Regions from separate parts of the Mus musculus genome. Here all the other regions are linked to region 2. A link is a contact called in public capture Hi-C data. All regions are on one chromosome and are shown on one strand. The core of a region is the stretch at or near the end of the contact, and the rest is flanking DNA. Distances in the headings are between cores, read along the strand shown.

Region 1 (3,491 bases), core at 61-2,560, 1.2 Mb after region 2:
TCCCAAGACCCTAGCTCATTCCCTAACAACACACACACCTACTGCACTGGGCTGGTGAGATGGCTTAGTGGGGCTTCCTGACAAGTCTGAAGACATGAGTTCGATTACAAGATCCACACTGGTAAGGGGAAAAGAACCAAGTTCTGCGAGTTGCCCTCTGACCTCCACACATGCCCTGGTCACACACACACACACACACACACACACACTAAATAGGGACGATACAGATCATAGCCATTGCTCAAGCAAGGGTCAATGTGTTAGATTAAGCTGCTGTAACAGAGAAACCTAAACAGCACCTAGACAAGATGGCTGTTTGTCTGTCCTTCACATAACTGCACGGAGCGATCAGGCAGTTGAGGAAGGCAGGCCACTGTGGCTCAGATCTGGGAAAAGCGAATGGATATAAAAGATGGCTGTTTCCCATTGCATTAACGTCCTTCAGTGTGTGTGTTTGTGTATGGCAAAAAAAAAATAGTACTTTAGGATGGGAAAGAATTAAATATCAAAATATGCAGTTAAAAACTGTCAGGTATGGTGGATGCACACATTTAATCCCAGCACTTGGGAAGGCAAGTCTCTGTGAGTTCAGGCCAGCCTGGTCTACATGGTGAGATCCTGTCTGAAAATGGGAAAAAGGGGGGGCGGGGAATAATATGATAACCAAAGTTAGGAAGATGATAAACGTTGAGCTAGGTGGACAGAACATTTATACCAGACCCTGTAAGGCTTAGGGAACATCGAGTATCGGGGGCAGAAATACCATCCACGCCAGAAGAGGAGCAGAAAGCTGCTTTGTTTTAAAGCCTGGGTAGCGAGGCACGCCTGTAATACCAGAACTCTGGACTCGAAGGCAGGGAAACTAAAGCCAGCCTGGATTACATAACAAGTTTGAGACGTCTGGAAACAACAAAATATTTTTGCTTATTTATTTAGTTGCTGTGTGCTTTTAATTAATAAGGAATTCATACTCATCTTAGGGGGGGAAGCTTGAAAATTCTAATAAGCAATGCAGCGTAGCCACCACCCTTGCCCCGTGCCTGTGAGGTCTCTAAGCAACCTCACAGCCTGCGGGTTAGTCCCCTTCTAAGGTTGGGAAGCAAATATTAACCTTTCGGTCTTGCTTCCCCGCCGCTGCCCGCGGCTCGCGCGTGCACCGGAAGGTGACAAACCCCACAAGTGTGAGGTGTGCGGGAAGTGCTTCAGCCGGAAGGACAAGCTGAAGACGCACATGCGCTGCCACACGGGCGTCAAGCCCTACAAGTGCAAGACGTGCGACTACGCGGCGGCGGACAGCAGCAGCCTTAACAAGCACCTGCGCATCCACTCGGACGAGCGACCCTTCAAGTGCCAGATCTGTCCCTACGCCAGTCGCAACTCCAGCCAGCTCACCGTGCACCTGCGCTCGCACACGGGTAAGCAGCGGTGCGCTTCCAGCGGGCTCCTGCCTGCCAGGGGGCAGAGGGGGAAGGAGCTGGGGCTGGGGCTGGGGCCTGGTGGGCAGAGCACTTACCCAGCATGCACCGGGCCGCATCCTCAGCACCTTTAAAGGCACACCGCCTGTAACCGTAACACTGGAGAAGTGGAGGCAAGAGGATCGGGGGTTTTAGGCCGATCTGCACTATATGAATACCTGGTCTCCTTTTGGAAAATATGATTTTTATAATTATTATTTTTAATTCACAGCCTGGAGGTGTGACTGCCTTGGCAGTACAAAGCCCTGGGTGCCATCCCTAGTTACCACATAAACCAGGCGTGGCCAACCTGGGCTGTAAGAAAACCCTGTCTCTATAAACTACATTTTTAAAAATCACTGTTACTGTTGTTACCATTTTTAATTCAGGGGCTGGGGATGTGACTCCGTTGGTGGAACACTTGTGTGAAGCCCCGAGTTCAGTCCCCAACACCACATAAGCCAGGCATGGTGGAAGGAGCCTCCCTACTCAAAAGGCGAGGGCAGGAAGATCAGGAGTTCAAGGCTTTCCCTTGGCTGCATACAGAGCACAAGGTCAGCCCAGGCTCCGTGAGACCCTGTCTCAAAGAAACAATTTAAAAGGAGCTACGGTGGTCGCCCATCCTCTTCCCTACCACACCGTCCCAGTAACGGCGGAGCCGTTGTCGAGTTGATAGTTTTCTGTGTGTTTTTATGTAATTGTATAGTGTGGGGTTGAGGGACTATATATAGTCTGTGGAATAGATGCAAACAATGTGCTGTTAATTCATAGTCGTCTGCCTTGCAGTCCGTCAGTTCAGGCATTTTTAGATGATGCGCTCAGGGGTTAAGAGCACTGACTGCTCTTCTGAAGGTCCTGAGTTCAAATCCCAGCAACCACATGGTGGCTCACAACCATCCATAATGAAATCTGATGCCCTCTTCTGGGTGTCTGAAGACAGCTAAAATGTACTTAGATATAATAATAAAGAAGTCTTTAAAAAAAAAAAAAAGAATAGTTAGTGCACCTGGATCGCAAAGCATACAACGAGGGCTGAGGACGGACGTCACTCCGTGGTGACACTTGCCTGCCTGTGAGAGACCCCGGGCTGTGTAGACTCAGCTCTGCAAAACACAAACACACACACACAGCAAAGCCAGTAGAGCCAGAGGCTCTGATTACATAGTAGTGCTTCTTTTGGCTTATGTATCAGTAAGGTAAGCTAATGAGACAGCGGGCCCTCCTCACAACCATGTCTGGATGGTGGGTCGCAGCAGATATCACTTACCTGCCTCAGGGTAGCAGGAGTTGCTATTGATGTTGACTCAGATTAGCCACACAGGTAAGAAGGCTGGCACGTCTGCCTGTCTCTGCTGGGGGCAGCTGGATTGTGGGCTGGGCAGGTGTGTGCTGGTCTCAGCTGGGGTGACCAGGCAGTGGCTGGCCCAGGCTTGGCTTCATCATCATCACCATCACTATCACCATCATCACCACCACAGAGGAACAAGCAAGCAAGCCCAGTGGGGAAGCCCAATGAATCTTGTGGTTGTATGTGTTCACAAGCAATACAGTGGGCCTAAAGCAGGACACAGGGGTCAGGGACGGGATTGAGCTTAGCCATGGGCCAGGCCACCATCAGATTACATGCCAAAGGCCAGGCCTCCATCAGATTACATGGCAAAGGCCAGGCGCATGAGAGGGGTTTGGAGCCATTCATGCGAACAGTCACGGTCACCTTTGTCCCCACCACCAGGCTCAGCTCTGACATCTATTACATCTTCAGGACCCCCATAAATCTCAGGCAGCCACAGGATCAGGCCAAGAGATGGAGACTGACCGAGCTTCTCGGGTCAGAAAAGGATAAGGAGTCTCATTCTGATACGCCATGACACATGGTGTCACATGACAATGAGCCCCGGCATTGACAGAAATCCTGTTCTTAGGAAAGGGGGGATGAGAGCCTTAGCTATGACTGGTTCTCTCAGGGCGTATCCCCCTGGGAGACAAGGGGCACTTCTCAGTTCTGGGGGTGGTCTAGCTCTGGCTCCTAAGTCTTCC
Region 2 (3,602 bases), core at 935-3,434:
GTGGGTGGGGCTCGGTAGCTGAGGCTGAAGGAGGAAGATTGTGAATCCCAGGCCAATCTGAAAGTAACAAAAGCAGGACCCCTAAACTTGCTTTGTGACTCGGAAATACTGTTAGAACTAAGACTGAGTTTCTGACTGCCTCCTGACTTAGTGGCCCCTCGACCTTCAGGAATGACCCCGGAGTGAATGTACCATTGTGGGTGACGCTGTAAGCAGCTGGCCACTCTGAAGCCCAGAGTCTTATCTGGCCAGTGGCAGTGTCTCCTGGTGGCCCAGTGTTTACTCTGAGTTTTGTGGCCTCACCTTTTGTTGTGAATAGACCAGTGTCTTGGGTTCTTTTGTATTATAAAGTTAAAAATATTTCTAAGTGTGTGTATCTGTGTGTGAGCACCCACAGGGGCCCAAGCTGGAGGAGCTTCATGGCGACCCCGGATGGGTGCTCCTGACTACGGCTCTCCAGCCCACCCTTTTTGTTTACTTTAAAAGACTTATTTATAATTACATCACGTGCATGTGAATACCCGATGCGGGCAGTGGGCATTGGATCCTTTGAGGCAGCTGGGATCTGCCCTGTGTGGTTGCTGGCAATTGAACTCCAGGTCCTCTGGAAAAGCCGTAAGTGCTTTTAACCACTGAGCCAAAGTTTCTCAAGTCCTTAATTATGTGCATGTGACTGCGGGTGCCACAGAGGCCAGAGCGTATTCCGTAGAGCAGCAAGCACTCTGAAGGGTTGAGCTCTCTCCACCACGAGAAATGGAGAGGGTTAGAACTCACTTTGAGCAGGGAGAGGGGGAGGGTTTTTATTTTTATTTTTTTCCTTGTTATTTTCATCTTTTAGGGTGTGGAGCACGTGCACACACCCACACACACCCACACACACACACCCCTTACTGAGTTACCCTGCTCTCCAGCTCTTGCCTGTCCACAGTCTAGTCTGACTTTCCCAGTGGTCCGAACAGGGGGTGTTCTGTGTGATAATTAGCACCATGACTTCAGCCCACTCTACATAATGCAGTGCTCCATCTGCATTGACCTTTGTCGTTGTTGCCCCAGAATAGCAAAATTGTTAGAAATTCGGCTTGTCAGGTTTCACTAGACCTGCTGGGTCAGGCACCACGTGGGTGGGGCAGCACCTAGGTCCTTTGCAGGCAGGGACTGGGTTGTCCTAGGATCGGATCCTTCCTGAGGACAGCCATGGACTGGACTCCAAACGGAGCAGAGAGCAGCTGTCTAGATCATAAAGGTGAACAATGTCATCCTGCAGTTAGCTCAAACATACACATCTTTGAAAACTTGCCCTGGTTGTCAGTTGTGGGTGCGGGGGCAAGGGAATGGTCTTTGCTCCTGCTGGAGCCATTGGTGGTGACACTTAATAGTTTTAAGGGAAGAGCCTGCAGATCTTGTTTTGCTATTTCCCCCAGCGGCATCAGAAACCCAGTTTAATTTAGAAAAAGAACAAACCAGGCTGAGAAGGTTGCCAGAGTACTTGCTTAGAGCGTTAAGCCCTGGCAGGGGAGAGCTATGGTGGGCATGTCCAACATACATTGTTATTAGACCGAAGGAGGCTTTGTCTCCTTGATGGCGTCCTTGATGGCATCCTTGATGGCGTGCCTATGTCAACAGCAGGCATTCCAACAGCGTCATTCACTCCGGTCTGCTCACTACCTGTTAGGATGCCTCCACCTTCTGCCTAGCAGTGGAAGCGGGCAAGTTGTCCTGTGGCGGCTCATCCCCAGAATCCCAGCGTGTGGGAGGTGGAGGCAAAAGGACCGGGAGTTTAAGCCTGGTCTGTCTCAAAAAGACAACAGACCAGCCAGCCACCAATAAAAACCCCAGTAGATGGTCCTGGAGGGGAAAACTTTCTAACCCTGAGAGGAGGAGCCTCTGGTCCTCCATGCAGCAGTGTGAGAGTTGAACCTGTCTCTTCTGCTCTACCATGCCTCCTCCTGTCTGTCACTTAAAAAGATGATCCCAGGGTTCTGTTCCGAGTACCCTGCAGCTCACAAGCCAAGGGTTGATGCCCGCCTGCATGAGGGCTTTGTATGTATGTATGTATGTATGTATGTATGTATGTATGTATGCATGTGCACCTGTGTGCGTGGTGCTTGAGGCCTGAAGAGAGCATGCGATCCCTTGGAACTAGAGTCACAGATGGTTGTGAGCCACCACGAGTGGGTGCTAGAAGCTGAGCTCTTCCTCCGGAAGAACAGCCAGTGCTCATGACCACAGAGCCATCTCTCCATCCTGTAGGGCTTGGTGTGTGCACGTGTGTGTGTGTGTGTGTGTGTGTGTGTGTTTGCCAGGTATGGTGGCTTAAGCCTTTAATTCCAGCATCCAGAAGGCAGAGGCAGGTGGATCTCTGAGTTCAAGACTAGCCAGGTCTATAGCTCTAGTTCCAGTACAGCCGGGGCTGTACAAAGAAACCCTGTCTCAATTCACCCCCCCCACCCCAATTTAAAATTTGTTTTAATCTCTTTTTTTGGGGAGGGGGGCAGGGTCTTAATGCAACTCAGGGTGGCCTTAGACTATCATGTAGCTGGGGACAATCTTTATTGGCCTCCACCTTGACTGATGGTTGTGGCTCAGTTGCTATCTTATTCTGTCCAAATTAATACACTCAAATCTTACAACTGTGATACAGGGTTGTGTTTTAAGTTTCCCTATGTGTCTGACATTTTTGCTAATACGTATCAATCTCGTAAGTTTAGGAACGGGCCAAAAATCTTTCAGTCCAAGTGAACGGAAGCTTCAAACCTTTGCCACACGGTGGCGCTGGCATCAGGCACATGGCACTCTGTGGCTGCTCCTTCCTGGTGCTGAGAGTTCTGTGTGACCAGAGTGATGTGGCTTTGGGTTTTCGAGAGGATGCACAGTGGCTCTGGCAGCCAATCCTGTCCGCGAGTAGTATTTTTCACAGCCCTTGCCATCCTGATGAAATTGCTCTCAATAAAAAAAATCTACCAAGTCAAATAGTCTGTCAATGGTTCAAATCCCCCAATAGTACTGAAGTCTGGATAGTGGAAAATAAGGATCTACATTCACCCTTCCTCCACTGCCTTTTCTCCTGATTGGATGACTGTACGAGCTTGTGTGGTGTGTGTTTGTGAGTGTATGGGAGAGTGTGTGAATGAATGTGTGTGTGCATGTATGTGCATGTGTGCTTGTGTGTGGTGGTGACCTTTGCAGAGCTTCAACTCGTGTCTAGTCACTCTTGCGTTTGAATCTTCTCCATTTCAAAGGCACTTGGTGAGGTGGTAGAAGGATTCGGGAGGATCAGGAGGTCAAGGTCAAGGTCAAGGTCAAGGTTGGCTACTGAGCATCTTTGAAGCCAGCCAGTGCTACACTGCTGTTTGTCCCAAAACCAACTCCCATTCTCACACACAAAATGCCAAGCAAACCGAACAACAACCAAAAACAGCTTAGTTGGCGAGTGCCTGGTAACAGGCAAACCCTAGGTCCCATCCTCAGAACCACATTCTCTGGGTTTGGAGTTGTGTGGTATAAAGGGTTATCATCTGAGCCAGACCACTGCCATGTTCAAGAGTTCAGCTCAGCACAACAAACTTGAAGCTTTTGGGCCTCAAACTCCCCGCATAGGCATT
Region 3 (3,205 bases), core at 620-3,119, 1.0 Mb after region 2:
ACCCTGTCTCAAGAAAAAAAAAAAAAAAGAGGAAGAGACAGAACTGTATGTAGAGTTTCTGCTGTGAAGACAGGCGTGGCATCCTCAGGGCCAAGTGTGCACTGCCATTCCCCAGAGTGACCCCCCAGATGGCCCTCAGGCCCTGCGAAGGAGCCAGCCATGGTTGGAGCCAGCATAGGAAAGAGGGATTGTTAGACGGGCTAACACTGGCTGTCTTCACTTTGAAGAGGCTGAAACCTGCTCGTTATTCGGTTCACAAGGCTGGGTGCCTGGGCAGTCTCAACCTTGTTCTGAAGGCCTGGAGGATGCCAGCAAAGGCCCCTGTCTTCAGTCCATGTCGGAAGCCTGAAGGAGCTGCAGTCTCCTGTGAGGAAAGGACATGTCTTTCATGAACTTCCACTTTCCACACAGCCTGCTAACTTCTATCTATTAGGTGTTGGTTGGGTGGCTTTGGTTGGTTGGTTGGTTGGTTGGTTGGTTGGTTGGTTGGTTGGTTGGTTTTGGTTGGTTGGTTGGTTGGTTTTGGTTGGTTGGTTGGTTTTGGTTGGTTGGTTGGTTTTGGTTGGTTGGTTGGTTTTGGTTGGTTGGTTGGTTTTGGTTGGTTGGTTGGTTGGTGGTGGTAGTGGTTGTTGTTTTGTCTTTGGTTTTTCAAGACAGGGTTTCTCTGTGTAGCCCAGGCTATATTGGAACTTGATCTGTAGACCAGGCTGTCCTTGAACTCACACAGATCCACCAGCCTCTGCCTCCTGAGTGCTGGAATTAAAGGTGTGGGCCACAACCACCTGGCTTCTGTTTTAAAATACCATTTCTTCCCTTATTGCATTTACCAAATAGTTTTTCTTCCACATTCACAAATAGGAACTGAGACATAGCCAAGCCACCATTCATATTTATTGAGAAAGTCTAGTTTCCAGTTGAGAACCATCTTCCCCATCCCTTGAGGGCCCTCTACTTCAGCCTCCATAGCTCCTGTCATTTTGTTGCGTCTGGAGTTGTTCTTCTGGCTGTTGTTAGTTTCACCGGCATGTTTATATCTACGAGATCAGAAGTGGAAATTACATAAAATCTGAGGCCAGTTAAATAACCCCAATATCGTTCTAATATACCATTCAGTCGTAGTAACCAACTGCCCCATAAGGGCGTGTTAAGAATCAGCAAACTGGCAGAGCCATGAATAAACCAGTTTCTGCAGGTTTCAGTCACTGCTGTATTTCCATGGCCCAGCACATGACTAACGACTCAGAGAATAAACATTGCGGAGTGGTGGGAAGGAGGAACTAGAAAGCTGCCTGGTGCGTGCAATCACAGACTCCCTGGAACCCACGGGAGGAGTCAGTGCTGCTCAGAGGCATGCATGCTGTGGAGACTTACTGGAGAACACAAGAAGGGAAAGCCTAGAAGATTCTCTCCCCCAAGGGTTCTGGAGAAGTTCTAACCATGTTCACTCTGGAAACACTTCCGTGAGTCACCAGTTTTTCGGGATAAAGGAAATTCAATCTGGATTGAGGGCAAAGAATGCCTTCTACGGCCAAGATGGGAGGTGTTTCCTGAAGAGCAAACAAATGTCCCGGACCTTCCTACTGCTGTGGTAGACAGATAGGAAGAGGAAATGGGGGCAGGGCATGCTGGAGTTCAAGGGTAGGGCCCTGCATTGCCTGTGTAAAACCCTGGATTCTATCCAGTATCAAATAAAACTGGGGGAGGGTACTGCCTTGTGATCCCAGCACTTGGGAGAGAGAGAAAAGAGGACCGGGGGTTCACAATTATCCTTGGCTACATTGGAGGTCAGCCTGGGCTACATGAGATCCTGCCTCAACAGACAGAGCGGGAGCACAGTGGAGATACTGAGCCGGCAACAGGATGGGGTCAAAGTTCATGCAGCGTCTGCTTCCCCTCTCCAACAGGGACACCATCGCCCTCCCTCAAGATCCTATAAACAAGTGAGAGAAGCGCACCTTGGTCAGCAGCATTGACGTTTACTCTGTCTTTCTATAAGAAGAAAGAAAAAAAAAAAAAGAAACAAAAAAACTTTTCAAAGTACCTGATCGTACTGATCTATAAGGAAATTAAAACGTCGCTCCCTCTAGGCAAAGTCATATTCAAATTTTTAAAAAAAATGGGCTTTTTCTTCTCTGTGTTTGTGTGCCAACTTTGGGGGTCATCCCTCAGATGCCTTCCCCCTTTGGCTTGAGAAGTAGCCTCTCACGGACCTATAATTCTCCATGTAAGCTAGGCAGGCAGCCAGGGAAGCCCAGGGGTCCTTCTGCCTCTGCCTCCCCAGTGCTGGGATTGCAAGCATGCACCACCATGCCTGGTTTTTCACATGGGTTCTGAGGATGGAAGTCTAGTCCTTGTGCTTGCAAGGCAAATATTTCACCAAATGAACCATGGCCTCAGACACCGCCAACCCCTGGCCCACCCCCACCCCCACTCCCCCACCCACCCACCCCACCCACCCCACCCCCCCACCCCCGTCACCAGTCTCCAGCCCCACCTACGCCTCCCCCATCCCTCCCCTGCCTCTCCCACACACCACCACCACCCCACCCGCCCCCGCATATTTTAATTGGAGTAGACTCTGGCTTACAGTCTTTTGGCCTCTGGCATCAGCCTCGGTTCACGGTAGGGTCACGTCCTCAGCACCCCCACCACAACCCCGCCTCTGCCACTGAAGCTCAGGTCTGAAGGCAGAAATTCTCTCCAATAACATCTCCTTTGACTTGGAGGATGTAACTCAAAATCACATCGGGTGGAGTTTTTTAAGTCTGGAACTAGGAAACCCGGGGTCACAGCAGCAGTGTCCCAGCCTCCTTCCACCCTGTCATTTCTCCATATAATTTTCCTTCCCATGACCATCAAGTGGTCCAAAACTGTTGCTGGAAGTACCCGCTGCCATCAGGTATCATACGATCCGGAAGAATGGAAGGAGAGAGGCATAGAGTCGGCTCCTTTTAAATATATTCCCACATAATTAAACAAAAACTTAGATTCACAGCCCCAGTGTGCTGCAAAGGACTCTGGGAGGACTTGCTACACTGGGGGCTGTTTTGTGGTACTGAATAACTGAAGGTCAAGTCTAGGGAATACGGGGAGGGGCGGTTTCAGGTAAGGAAATTATCGGTTCTCCCACTCACTCCAGTATGGCTTATGCCCAGTTTTAATTTGTCTTTCTCTGCCTCTCTTTAAGTGCTAAGAAAAATAATGA

Evidence for each region. Capture Hi-C pulls out chosen DNA fragments and counts their contacts.
Region 1: a contact with region 2 is called in a capture Hi-C map of embryonic stem cells, with 5 times the contacts expected there. The contact joins two enhancer-like sites. A contact is called at or near these places in 5 of 39 promoter capture datasets (the HPC-7 cell line, hippocampal neurons, liver and 2 more), 2 of 15 datasets of contacts at CTCF or cohesin (large pre-B cells and pro-B cells), 2 of 484 Hi-C or Micro-C datasets (both in the G1E-ER4 cell line) and 1 of 9 other capture datasets (embryonic stem cells).
Region 3: a capture Hi-C map of embryonic stem cells shows a contact between it and region 2, with 10 times the contacts expected there. The contact joins two enhancer-like sites. A contact is called at or near these places in 3 of 484 Hi-C or Micro-C datasets (embryonic stem cells and palatal mesenchyme), 3 of 115 datasets of contacts at active chromatin or transcription factors (embryonic basal ganglia and embryonic stem cells) and 1 of 9 other capture datasets (embryonic stem cells).

The regions. Positions count from the first base shown.
Region 1 is chr2:168,933,135-168,936,625 of GRCm38.p6, reverse strand. It overlaps Zfp64 (zinc finger protein 64), which reads left to right. Exons shown (of 6, transcript NM_009564.2): 5 at 1,164-1,415. Among named protein-coding and RNA genes, the nearest start is that of Zfp64, 21 kb to the left of the region's middle. Within about 2 kb of position 1,310, at least 13 of the 459 cell types and tissues checked have an H3K27ac peak or open chromatin away from gene starts, as enhancers often do. A contact at or near this core is called in embryonic stem cells, where this site is marked.
Region 2 is chr2:170,103,228-170,106,829 of GRCm38.p6, reverse strand. No RefSeq gene overlaps it. Among named protein-coding and RNA genes, the nearest start is that of Zfp217, 26 kb to the left of the region's middle. Within about 2 kb of position 2,184, at least 10 of the 459 cell types and tissues checked have an H3K27ac peak or open chromatin away from gene starts, as enhancers often do. A contact at or near this core is called in embryonic stem cells, where this site is marked.
Region 3 is chr2:169,100,130-169,103,334 of GRCm38.p6, reverse strand. No RefSeq gene overlaps it. Among named protein-coding and RNA genes, the nearest start is that of Gm52536, 22 kb to the right of the region's middle. Within about 2 kb of position 1,869, at least 4 of the 459 cell types and tissues checked have an H3K27ac peak or open chromatin away from gene starts, as enhancers often do. A contact at or near this core is called in embryonic stem cells, where this site is marked.